Regions from separate parts of the Arachis hypogaea genome. Here region 1 is linked to region 2. A link is a contact called in public Hi-C data. All regions are on one chromosome and are shown on one strand. Each heading gives the region's core, a stretch centred on a gene start, on an enhancer-like site or on the middle of the called end of the contact. The rest is flanking DNA. Distances are from core to core; before and after follow the strand shown. Region 1 holds the start of LOC112789409. Region 2 has its middle 5.8 kb from the start of LOC140183713.

Evidence for each region. Hi-C and Micro-C count contacts between places; a contact is called where the count stands out from the background.
Region 1: a contact with region 2 is called in a Hi-C map of leaf, with 3 times the contacts expected there. The contact joins the promoter of LOC112789409 here to the enhancer-like site in region 2. A contact is called at or near these places in 3 of 8 Hi-C or Micro-C datasets (leaf and an unstated tissue).

The regions. Positions count from the first base shown.
Region 1 is chr3:10,080,450-10,086,379 of arahy.Tifrunner.gnm2.J5K5, forward strand. It overlaps LOC112789409, which reads right to left and starts at 2,292. Exons shown (of 4, transcript XM_025831284.3): 1 at 1,935-2,292; 2 at 712-1,623; 3 at 307-540; 4 at 1-153. The coding sequence starts at 2,144. It also overlaps the pseudogene LOC112772715.
Region 2 is chr3:10,015,809-10,021,081 of arahy.Tifrunner.gnm2.J5K5, forward strand. No RefSeq gene overlaps it. Among protein-coding and RNA genes, the nearest start is that of LOC140183713, 5.8 kb to the left of the region's middle. Within about 2 kb of position 3,598, at least 1 of the 3 cell types and tissues checked has open chromatin away from gene starts, as enhancers often do.

The sequences.
Region 1 (5,930 bases), core at 1,042-3,541, 63 kb after region 2:
TGGCGGCGTAGCCACGGCAACATGGCGGCCGGATTTTACCATGTCGAGAGAGTCCTTAATTGTTGTATCAAATAATCTGTTGTCTGGGTTCTCTGCATAGCACACATAGTAACAACTCACACATGCTTGAGGTAGTGCCATGGCAATCCTAGTCTGCACCATCATAAAAATGTTGATCACATTAATATCACAACATACATGTTAACATTAATAATATAACGATTCATCATAAATTACTCCACATGTTTCAAAATAACTGTGACATACATTAATTTTAAAAGGAAAAGAGTGAAACATAGTACTAACCAGAAGGTATCCAATGAAGAATGTGAGAAGGGAGAGGGTGGCAGTGAAATTTTGGTACAATTGGGAGGTCCAAGCAGACACTGCAATGACACAGATTGAGGCAATGCTAACCCCAGAGAGGAAACAAATTGAGCTAGTTATATCTGAGTCCACAATTGGTTCCATTTCAAGTCTCTTAAACAGGGACCAGGTGTCTTGGGATGCAGCTACAAAACCTTTACCATAGGCAGCTATCTGTTATAACATCAATTCAAATAAACCATGTCTTACTTAGTCATACTATGATTTCTAAAGCCATACATGTTAAAGTAACAATATCAATTCTAATAGCCTCAAATTGCTTACCAACATTATTTAACACTATCAATATTTTGATGAAGCAAATAGTTTAGTAGTTGTATGTACCTGAACATAGGCCCAACCATTCCCATATCTGAAGATAGATTCCATGACTCTGAAACAACACCTAGCACAACAAAACAAGAACTCATCTTCCCCCTCAACCAAATTCAGAAACCTAGCAACAACCCTTGTCGCCTCGATCGCCGGCACGAACAGAGATCCCAAACAAGCACTCCCAAGGTTCCTTGTCATTGCCCTCAAGAATCCAAACTTAGTGCTAGATTGCATTCCCCTAAGATAATACAAAGCAACAACTCTACTAACACTAATGTTCACAACATTCCTCATAATCTCTGAAGTCCAAGCCAAGCTCAAAACCAAAGCAATGATCACCAAAGAAGGCAAATAGAAATTCAATGCACCAATCACTGCTAAACTCCACAGTGACATCCAAAACAATGCAGCACCAAGCATGTAAAAAGTTGGCTGGTTCAGATCACGGAACTTGGAAACAGGTTGAAGTGAAAGTGTTAGAATTTTGGTGCAAAATTTGATTCTGTTCTGAACCCAACATGCATATAAACCATTCCCTATTGAAAATGCAATGAGAGAAACTCCAACACCATCTGTTGGAGGCTTTTGGAAGCAGAGAAGGAGAATTCCAGCAGAGAGTGACATGAAAAAAGAACACCATAGTGTGAAATGTGTCATGAAATTTGGCCATTTTCTTATTGCAGTTTGCCATGTTAGTGCTAGAACAATGCTTAGAACTGAAGCTGCTTCTACTTGAGGTAGAAAATACTTCACTACCCTTGTTTGTTTTCTCCTTTTAGAATCTGATGAGGGTTGGATTAGTCCTTCAACTCCCTTGAATATAAGAAAAGCAACCAATGCTATGGCTATTAACATGTGAAGAAGGAACAGAAACAGGGTAATCTTGTTGGTGTATCTTCTTGAATTCAGTGTCACCGTTTGCTGTTATAATTAATAAAAAAAAATAACATTGAAACATTTTTGTTACAAACATGTAAAACAATAACAGCTGCAATAACAAAGTTTTATCCCACTACATAAAATCGACTACGTAGATTAACAGATGCTATTGAGTTATATCATTATCATATTTACAGTAAAACTTTTTGTACATGTAAGTCTCTTTTGACCGCTCGTATATAGTTTTTTTGGGTGTTCCTCTACTTTTTTTACATTTATCTAATATTTTATTCAATGAAGTATTTGAATTTAAGCAGCAATTTGTCTGCAAAATTCAAGAAAAGAGAACATACTTGGGGGATTGATGGAGTAGAAGAAGGCTGAGAAGGTGGTGGTTGTTGAGATTGATGAAGATGATCAGGAGAAAGAGAAGCAACTCTGGTGGCATTGTTGATCACAATCCTTAAAGGGTTTGTGGGATTCAACCTCTCAAACTTGGAGGCTTGAAATTCTGTATCACCATTATTATTATGGTCACTCATCACTTTCTCTTCAAACTTCATTTGTCCATTCTCCAAGTCAAATGTTCCTTTGCATTTTGTTCTCTCACTTGTTCAGAATCTCCCTCAACTGCTCTCATCTCCATCAACCATGCAGAAATTTGAAATTTCTTTTTATAAATGTTGCAACAGTTTCTAAGAAAATCATCGACTTATCATGTTCTTTTTATAATATGTAAGAGAAATTAAATTAGTTATATAAAAATTTTAGATATATGTATGATATTATTCTATTTTGTCATATAAGAATAAAATGTTTATTAGGTGATATAGTCTTCTTTCTTTATAATTCTTCTTCTATTTCAATCTTTTGTTGTTATTTATTTTTTTTGGATTATTTTATGTATTTAATATTAATATTATTTTCATTTAATAAGTAGATGAACAAAAAAGATATTTATATTTAGATGACTTCTTTGTTATATTTATTAGTATTTAAATATAACATAACCATGCCATTTTAGATATATCTTCATAATCTATTATTGAAATTTGTTTTTGGCTTTATCTTAAATAAGAAAAAGTATATATAAATAAGAAGAAGAAAAAAAAGCGTTAACACATCTTTATGTTTAAAATATTTTTTTATAGTCACGAAAAAAAATTTTTTTATTTACCTTTCTTTTTCTTTTTTTTTTCTATCTTTAATCATATTTATCTATTTATAAAATAGTTTTATATTGAAGAATTAATATATAATATTATCAAATACTATTGCATTATCTTAATATATAATGAAATTAACAACGTAATACGAAATTGACCCCGACAACAAACATTATATATACATTTATATATTTCCTATTAATTATATGCACCCAGTGGCCAATGCTTGCGGAACAACGAACAATGGCATATGATGATAGAAGTTAAGAGGAATAAAAAAAATAACGTTGAAATAGATGTATACGGTAGCTATAGGAATTGATAAATTCTTACGTGTGATAGGTGTTATTATTCATAAGCTCACATGTGTAAAGGTGATAAGGTATAGCTTCATTTAATTTATATATATGTTTGATGATTTTTTGTTCTTATGTACATCGTACCTATCCAGCAAATTATCTACTCTCTTATTATTAGTAGTGTTAAACAAATAGTGTACGTTTATTATAATTATAATATAACGAAACATGAATCAATTTAAAAAAAAAAATTATTGGAGGACAGTAGAATTTATTATTTTTATTAACAATTGATTAATATTTTAAAATATTAACTAAAAATAATAATTAAAATAATAAATTTTGTTGGTTTTTTTTTAAATTAAAATTTTCTGCTAATGAAAGAGAGAATTTATGGAGAAGACTACTGCAAATTTTAAAAAGTAGATTGGAATTTAGGTTCGACAAGCAAAAAAATTATACAACACGTAGTCACCTATGCATGAAAGTTCCAGGTCGCACTTAAAGCCAACTCTTCATCTTTATATAATAATTAATTAATTGTACGATAGATTATTTCAAGTGTTTGATATTCGTTACATTAGTTCCTAGAAGTCATATATATATGTATTATATAAATTAGTTGACTTTGTATTATATTTCAGGTTGATAATTCTCTATTTTTAAATTTTTAAAATGTCTTTTAAATTAGTCTGTACATTAATATTGTCTTTCGATTTTTAAATACTCTAAATGTATCCTTCAATTTAAATTCCGTGCAAAATTCTAGTTCTTCCATCTAATTCCGACATGACTCAGCAGTCGGAGCGCTGAGCTGGCGGTTCTACCTCCACGTGGCGATGAAAGTAGTTGGAAAAGAGAAGGTGATAAAAGTTGGGATGATGGGGCAGATTAAGAGAGAGATCTCGGTGATGAAGCTGATGAAGCATCCTCATTTCATTGCGCTCCACGAAGTAATGGCCTCCAAATCCAAGATCTACATCGCCATGGAGCTCTTCCAGGGACGAGCTCTTCAACAAAATTGCCACAAAGAGATGCATGAGGGAGGACCTTGCGAGGCTCTACCTCCACCAGCTTATCTCCGCCGTCGATTTCTTTACCACTGCGATCTCAAGCTAGAGAATCTTCTCCTTGACCACAACGGCAACCTCAAGGTCTCTGACTTCGGACTTAGCACTACTTTCTCCGAGCATCTCCGCCAGGACGGCTTGTTGCACATAACTTGCGGCACTTCGGCATATGTATAGAAATCAAACTTTAAATATTGTCGAAAATCACTAATTTCTTGAATAGCTAGATAGAAACAAAAATTTTCTCGCAAAATCAATATGCAAAAATATCTAGACTAATTGTGTCGCTATCAAATTCACTGAATAATTGCAAAAGTAAAAAAGCCAAATTTAAAAGTAGAGAAATAACAAATCAAACTATAATCGAAAAAATTCCACGAAAAATGAAAAGAGAGAGAGACAGAGAAAGACAGAGACAGAGAGGGAAATCTCAAAAGTTACCGCGTCGCGACCAAAGGATACGATGCATCGACGGAGGAGACAACAGAAAAAGAGATTATCAAAGCATGCGGTGGCGGCAAGGACACGAATGGATATAGTGGTGGTGATGGCGGTCGTGATGGAGGCGGCGATAGCTGTGAGCTTTAGGGTTGAAACTTGATAATCATTTTGGATTTAACGAGATCTTCTCTCTCATACGGCGACGAGTGATGGCTTTAGGGTTTGTTTGGAGGGGGTTTGGGAATTTTAATTATGTGTAACAGTGGGGCTTGGGGGGATTTTTTATAATTATGTAGGGGAGTTTCATAATTTGCCACAAATAAAATATTTTGTGTAAGTTTTAAAAATTCCCACTAAAAAACCTCTACTAATTATTAAAAACCTTGTAGTGTCGCCGGAGGTGCTCGCGCAGAAGGGATACGACGGCGCCAAGGCCGATATATGGTCTTGCGGCGTCATCCTGTTTGTGCTTCTTACAGGTTGCTTGCCTTTTTAGGACGATAACCTTTTTGCGATGTACAAGAAGATTTATAGAGGAGATTTCAAGTGTCCGCCGTGGTTCTCTGGCGATGCAAGGAGGCTCATCACCAAGCTGCTCGATCCGAATCCGAATTCTCGCATCATCATTTCGAAAATCATGGAGTCACCGTGGTTCAAGAAACCTGTTCCGAAGAACATGTTACGGGGGATGAAGGAGGAAGATGAAGAGGAGAAGGAGAAAGAGATAGAGGAGAAGATGAAGCAGCCATCCACGATGAATGCGTTTCACATAATATCGTTATCCGAAGGGTTTGATTTGTTGAGGTTGTTTGAGGAGAAGAAGAGGGAAGGAAGAGAGGGAGGAGATGAGGTTTGCGACGGCGGGGACGGCGAGCAGCGTGATATCTCGACGGGAGGAAGTGGCAAAGGCGATGAAGTTCGATGTAAAGAGGAGCAGCAATGAGACGAAGGTGAGACTGCAGGGTCAACAGAGAGGAAGGAAGGAGAAACTGAGGTGGAACGCTGAGTCATGCCGAAATTGAATGGAAGGATCAAAATTTCGCATGGAGTTCAAATTAGAGAGTGCATTTAGAGCATTTGAAAATTGAGAGACAATATTAATGTATGGACCAATCTAAAAGAGTATTTTAGAGATTTACTCCTTTAACTAACTTAGTACGTATATATATTTTGGATCTCACTATAAACGTTAATTAAAAGTGTTCTTGGAATAAGTAATGGTGTATCTGTCTTTAATAACATAATTTTTTGGAGTAGTTATAGCACATCAGTGACAACTAACCTAGTCTTATGATATGTAGTTTTCTTACTTGAACTCCAAATTTGTTTGTCTTTGGACTAATACACCTGAATTTGATGGCAATAATTAATGA
Region 2 (5,273 bases), core at 2,348-4,847:
AATTGGAATTATAAATTTGGATGAGATCCAAATCGATTATGTTTTAAATTGTTATGATATGATTCATAAAATTTGAATGATTCAAGATTTGAAATTTCAAGATATGATTTAAATTTGAATTGAGAATCAAATTTAAAATCAGTAACAAATCTCATACTATATATATGTACGTCAAGAGTACAAGAAAGTCACAGAGATAATAACAAGAATTTTATCCTTTTACCTCTACGCACATAAACGTATGTGAGGCTAATTCTTGAAAAATAATTTTATGGCGTGCAAAGAGTTGTAAGAGGTTTCTCAATTTAGATCAGATCCATTGGTCAAAGAGTTGACAGCAAAAGTTGGTCTCGGTGTGGATACGCATAGTGCCTTCGTACCATCGAAGGAGAAAAAATTTTTTACTAGCGTACTCAAGTATTTAGATCTAATCTATTATATATTTATTATTGGAATAAAATTTAAACACAAAATAGATCTTTAAGAATTACTTTCTTTTCTTTCACTGCGTATTATAAATACATAGTAATCCTTCAATTACGAAAGGAGTTTATAACAGCTCAGGTAGCACTCGTCAATTATAGGAGTTTCTACTTTAAATTTTATATATGATCCATCAAGATTTATTAGTTACTTCGTTCCATTGAGTAACTTAGGCAAAAATGAAAAATCATATATAAATTTTGAAGTATCCAAAGGATGTTATCCTTGGTTGACATAGCACCCTATACCTAACGAATTGGATTCCTTGTCGTTGTCCCTCTTTATTTAATATTATTTATTTATTTACTATATACTTATTTAGATGCATCTATTCGATATTTTAATTTTTTTTAGATTAATAATTTTATGATAATTAGCCTCCAACTCGAAGTGAAAAATAACACAATTTTAAGAATTTGTGACATAAATAATTTGTTTACATAACAATAACTTTAAACAATTAATTAAAAATAAAATATATTTTTTATTTTTAAAATTTATTAAAAAATTTAAAAATATCTATAAATTTTATTTTATTTTAATTTTATTAAAAAAAATGTTGATTTACATCACATATATTCTTAGTAGCTATGTTTTGGCAAGGTTACTCTTCCATGCTATAGATGAGTTTCATATTGTCCTTTGGAAATTCTAGCAGCTTTTGACTCAAAAGTGAAGTATCTCTGTATATTCGGATTTAGGTATGGTACTTGCAAAAAAGATTCTGACATTTAAGTAAGTGAAAAATCTTTAAGAAAGCGAGTATAATATCGGCTATTGTATTGTTGATCTTCTGCCTTCTTACTAGGGGTGGCAGTGGGGCGAGTAGGGGCGGATTTTTGCCCTACCCGACCCCGCCCCGCCGTCCTTGCACTCCACTACTACCCGCCCCACCCCTACCCGCGGGTAGTAGGCTGCCCTACCCTAACCCGCCCCCACGGGTACCCGCCCCGCCCCTACCCGCTCCTATAAAAATTTAAAATTCATAACTAAATTAAAATACAAACATAAGATTCATACAATGTCAAATAACTTGAAATTAAAAAAAGATTAATGTTTAATCACTACAAATTTAACAGCATAATAAAAAAATTGCATCAAGAGAGTCTTCAATCATTATTCTTGTTCTTCCACTATTTAACAAACCTACATTGAAAACACAGCATAAAAACTAGTTAAGTTAAGCATTATGATCAGTAAACACAAAGTTTTATCAAATAACTTGGCACCATTTTTGAAAAAAAAGGTGAAATAATTTTTCAGAAGTAACAGCAATACCATTGAGAAGAAAGCAACACCAAATTAAAATTCCAAAGCAAAGATAAACAAAAATAGAAGCAGCTAACACTTATTTTAGAATTGAACAATTTGCAGAAGTATAGTTTCCATGGTCAACAAATAAAATAACTCTAATGATGATGCAATTAAAAATTACTATATAACTATGTAGAAATAGTTACTCTAACTCTTACTTTGTAAAATAATAAATAAAAAAACCAATCTTAGTAATGCCTCGTGCTAAGAAAGAAGAATATATAAAAATTGAGTCCTATTAACCAATCTCACCACTCTTTACCTGTTAACCACAACTAATCAAGTGTTATCCCAGCAAAAATTTTTCAATTATATCAAAAGACCAAGTGCAAACTCTACAAGCCTGGTTCCAAGTTCCAAGATCCTAGTCAATCTTTTTAAAAGTAAAGCCAAAAATAAATTAGCATCAATGCATCATATATCACACTGTAGTCTCTTCTCTAAATACTTAAACCAGCTTGACAAAAACTAACTTTTTAAAAAATTTAAGTTTATTCAATGTTAATTATAATAAAATTCATTGTATAAAATAAGAGTAACAAATTTACAGTCAACGGGTTAATAATTTAATAAGCAAATTTGATACAACAATGCTAAATGTAAGCTGTAACATCATCAAGTGAATCACTCATTACCTAAATAAGTTTCATGTGTATACATAGCAAGCATGATGACTTGATGGTGTTAGATTGAAATCAATTATAACTAATCAAGCACAAATCACAATATTGACTGACTCTGAATCAGCTCCAAAAGAATACATGGCATTATGGATAATCAGCCTTCAATTTTATAACTACCACAAGTGTCTTGATTGCTAGAAAATATTAATCAGGAAAGCCATAAACAATGCTTAAACAAAAAAGCCATATGATATATATTTAACATAAAAAATGAGAAGTAAGAGATAATTTCAGTTTTCAAACATACTTTGATTTAAAAAAATAAAGATACATAAGGCCAACACACATAAATTAGGCCGATTCTTACTAGTAAGTAAGAAAACTTACAGTTATTACTCAAACAAATTGCAAAGCTCATGCTTTAAAGAAGTACATAAATCAACTCAGATTAGCAAATGTTAATTTCTTTAAAAAGGAGAGGACCTTGGCAGGGCCAACAAGTTCCTGAGGGCTGAGGATATCATTCTTTATATCGTCATTTAGGGATTTTTCAAGATCAATAATTATTGTACTTAAAGAAGTCCTCCGTCATTCATCAACAATTTACATAATATTAATGAAAAGGCAAGTTTAACTGTTCTAACATAAAAAAATTAAATATAAAATCTACTCACAAAAAACAAATATGGAGAAGGCAAGAAGCAAAGAGCAAGCCAGTAAGCTGTAAGTAGTGAGTAAAGGAGGAGCGATTGCTGCTTACCAGTGAGACGACGACAGAGGAAGGAAGGACCGGAGACTGCAAATCAAAGAGACGAACGGCGAGGAGAGTGACGGCAACGAGAGAAGTGCGAGCGAAGTGAGTACGGTGAGAGAGAGCGGCGAGGTGAGCGACTGCGCGACGACGGCGGTGAGCGACTGAGCAAAGCAAGAAACAGCGGTGGTGAGCCACGGAGGCGGTGAGCAAGGTTGTTGCTGTGTGGGTTTCTGGGATCTGGGTAAGTGAGTGCTGTGTGTGTTTCTGAGATTTGGGTATGTGGGTAGGTGGGTACGAGGGTATGAGGGAAGCAACCCTAATTGCCAAGAGAGATATATATATGAGGGAGTATATGTACACTCTGGGGCGGGTAGAGGCGGGTTTACCATGAACCCAACCCGCCCCGATAAACACCCCACCCCGTTCAGGACCCGCCCCGCTTCGGGTCGGGTTTAAACTCGCCCCGGTCGGGTTGGGTCGGGTCGGGTACCCGCGAATTCGAGTACTCCTGCCACCCCTACTTCTTACCCCAGCTCAGTCTTTGATTTATAGCGACTATAGCTAAATTATTCGTCGGTTTGTTAGTCAAAATATTCGTGGCTGGTTAAGTGCGAGATTTTGAAAGAAAAATTTGTTATGATAAGAGATCAATTATTTTGAATCTATTTGGCCCTATCGAAAAATAACTCAGTTTTGCCTATATATTACAAATACAGTACAGTTATATTTTTAAAAGATTTAAGACTAATCAAACAAGAATTTAGATATAATTTTTAAAATAGAAACAGAAGAGCTACAATAATTAGCGATCAAAAGAGTAGAAGAAAATTATTAAACAATGACAACATTAAAATCCGATTCCTTCTTGACGCCGTGACAAGTTCATTGGCTTCCAAACAAACCATACACTGGAATATCTCTTTATTATCTCACTCGGTAATACTATAATCAAACACAAACCTAAAACAAAACATGTTATAATCAAACATTTTTTTATAATCATAATCTTTGCGAAGTGCATCGACTTTATCCCATGCATGATATTTTGGCACTAATAATCTAAATGATAAATCATAGAATTAAGTCAATATAAATAAATACATTTAAATTTAAAAACTTTTTAATTGTTTACTGTTCTGATGACTTTTAAGTTATTTACTTTTAGTTTACATATATTAATATACTGAAGATAAATTACTATTATTATAATGATTGATTTTTTCATATATATTTTTGTTTTGTTTTGTGTGTTTTAGTTTGATTGGTTATTGGTTGTTTTAATAAATTAAAGCAACTTATATAGTGAAAGAACGTATAAAAAATTAAAGAATTGATTATATTATTAAAAATTTGGATTAAAAAAAACTATAATATGACCTTTAGTGTGGTTATGAATCCGCTACTATATTAGAAACACAGTTTTTTGATTAATGACATTTTGCAGCAATTAACAACTACTGCCATCTACAAGTAGGCTTGATTGTATTTTAGTAGCGGTTAGAATTGCTGCAGAAATATTTTGCAAAAAAATATCATATAACAGCGAATACTATTAACAATTATTAAAAATTTTACCGCACGCTATCTTTTAACAGATTGATAATAACTATTATTTATTCTACAGCGATTAGAAACTGCTGCTATATATCCAACTCCAAAATCGCTACTAACTACCAGATATGGTGCAGTGAATTCACATATATAATTCTATTTTATTATCAATGTACATAACTTCTAATCTAATCGTCAAATCATCATTGCAAACTAATTAAACTTATATGAACCGTAAAATCATATATAATTCTTGAAATATCCAACCGATGTTATCCTTGACGACTTTTATATAACATATATAATAATATAATATAATAAATACAAGGCTCCAATGCTAGCTATATTATGATATTTTTCATGTGTATGTGGGTCTAGATGGTAATGTCATGATTAATAATAGAAGGAAAACGATGCTGAGACCCTAACTACTTTTTTCATACATAATATGTGAATAACATATACCAACACGTCACTACAACAACAAAGATTCAAGATTCAAGCTAAGATTCAAGATCTCTTGTTATATACCTAACTAACATGGATTC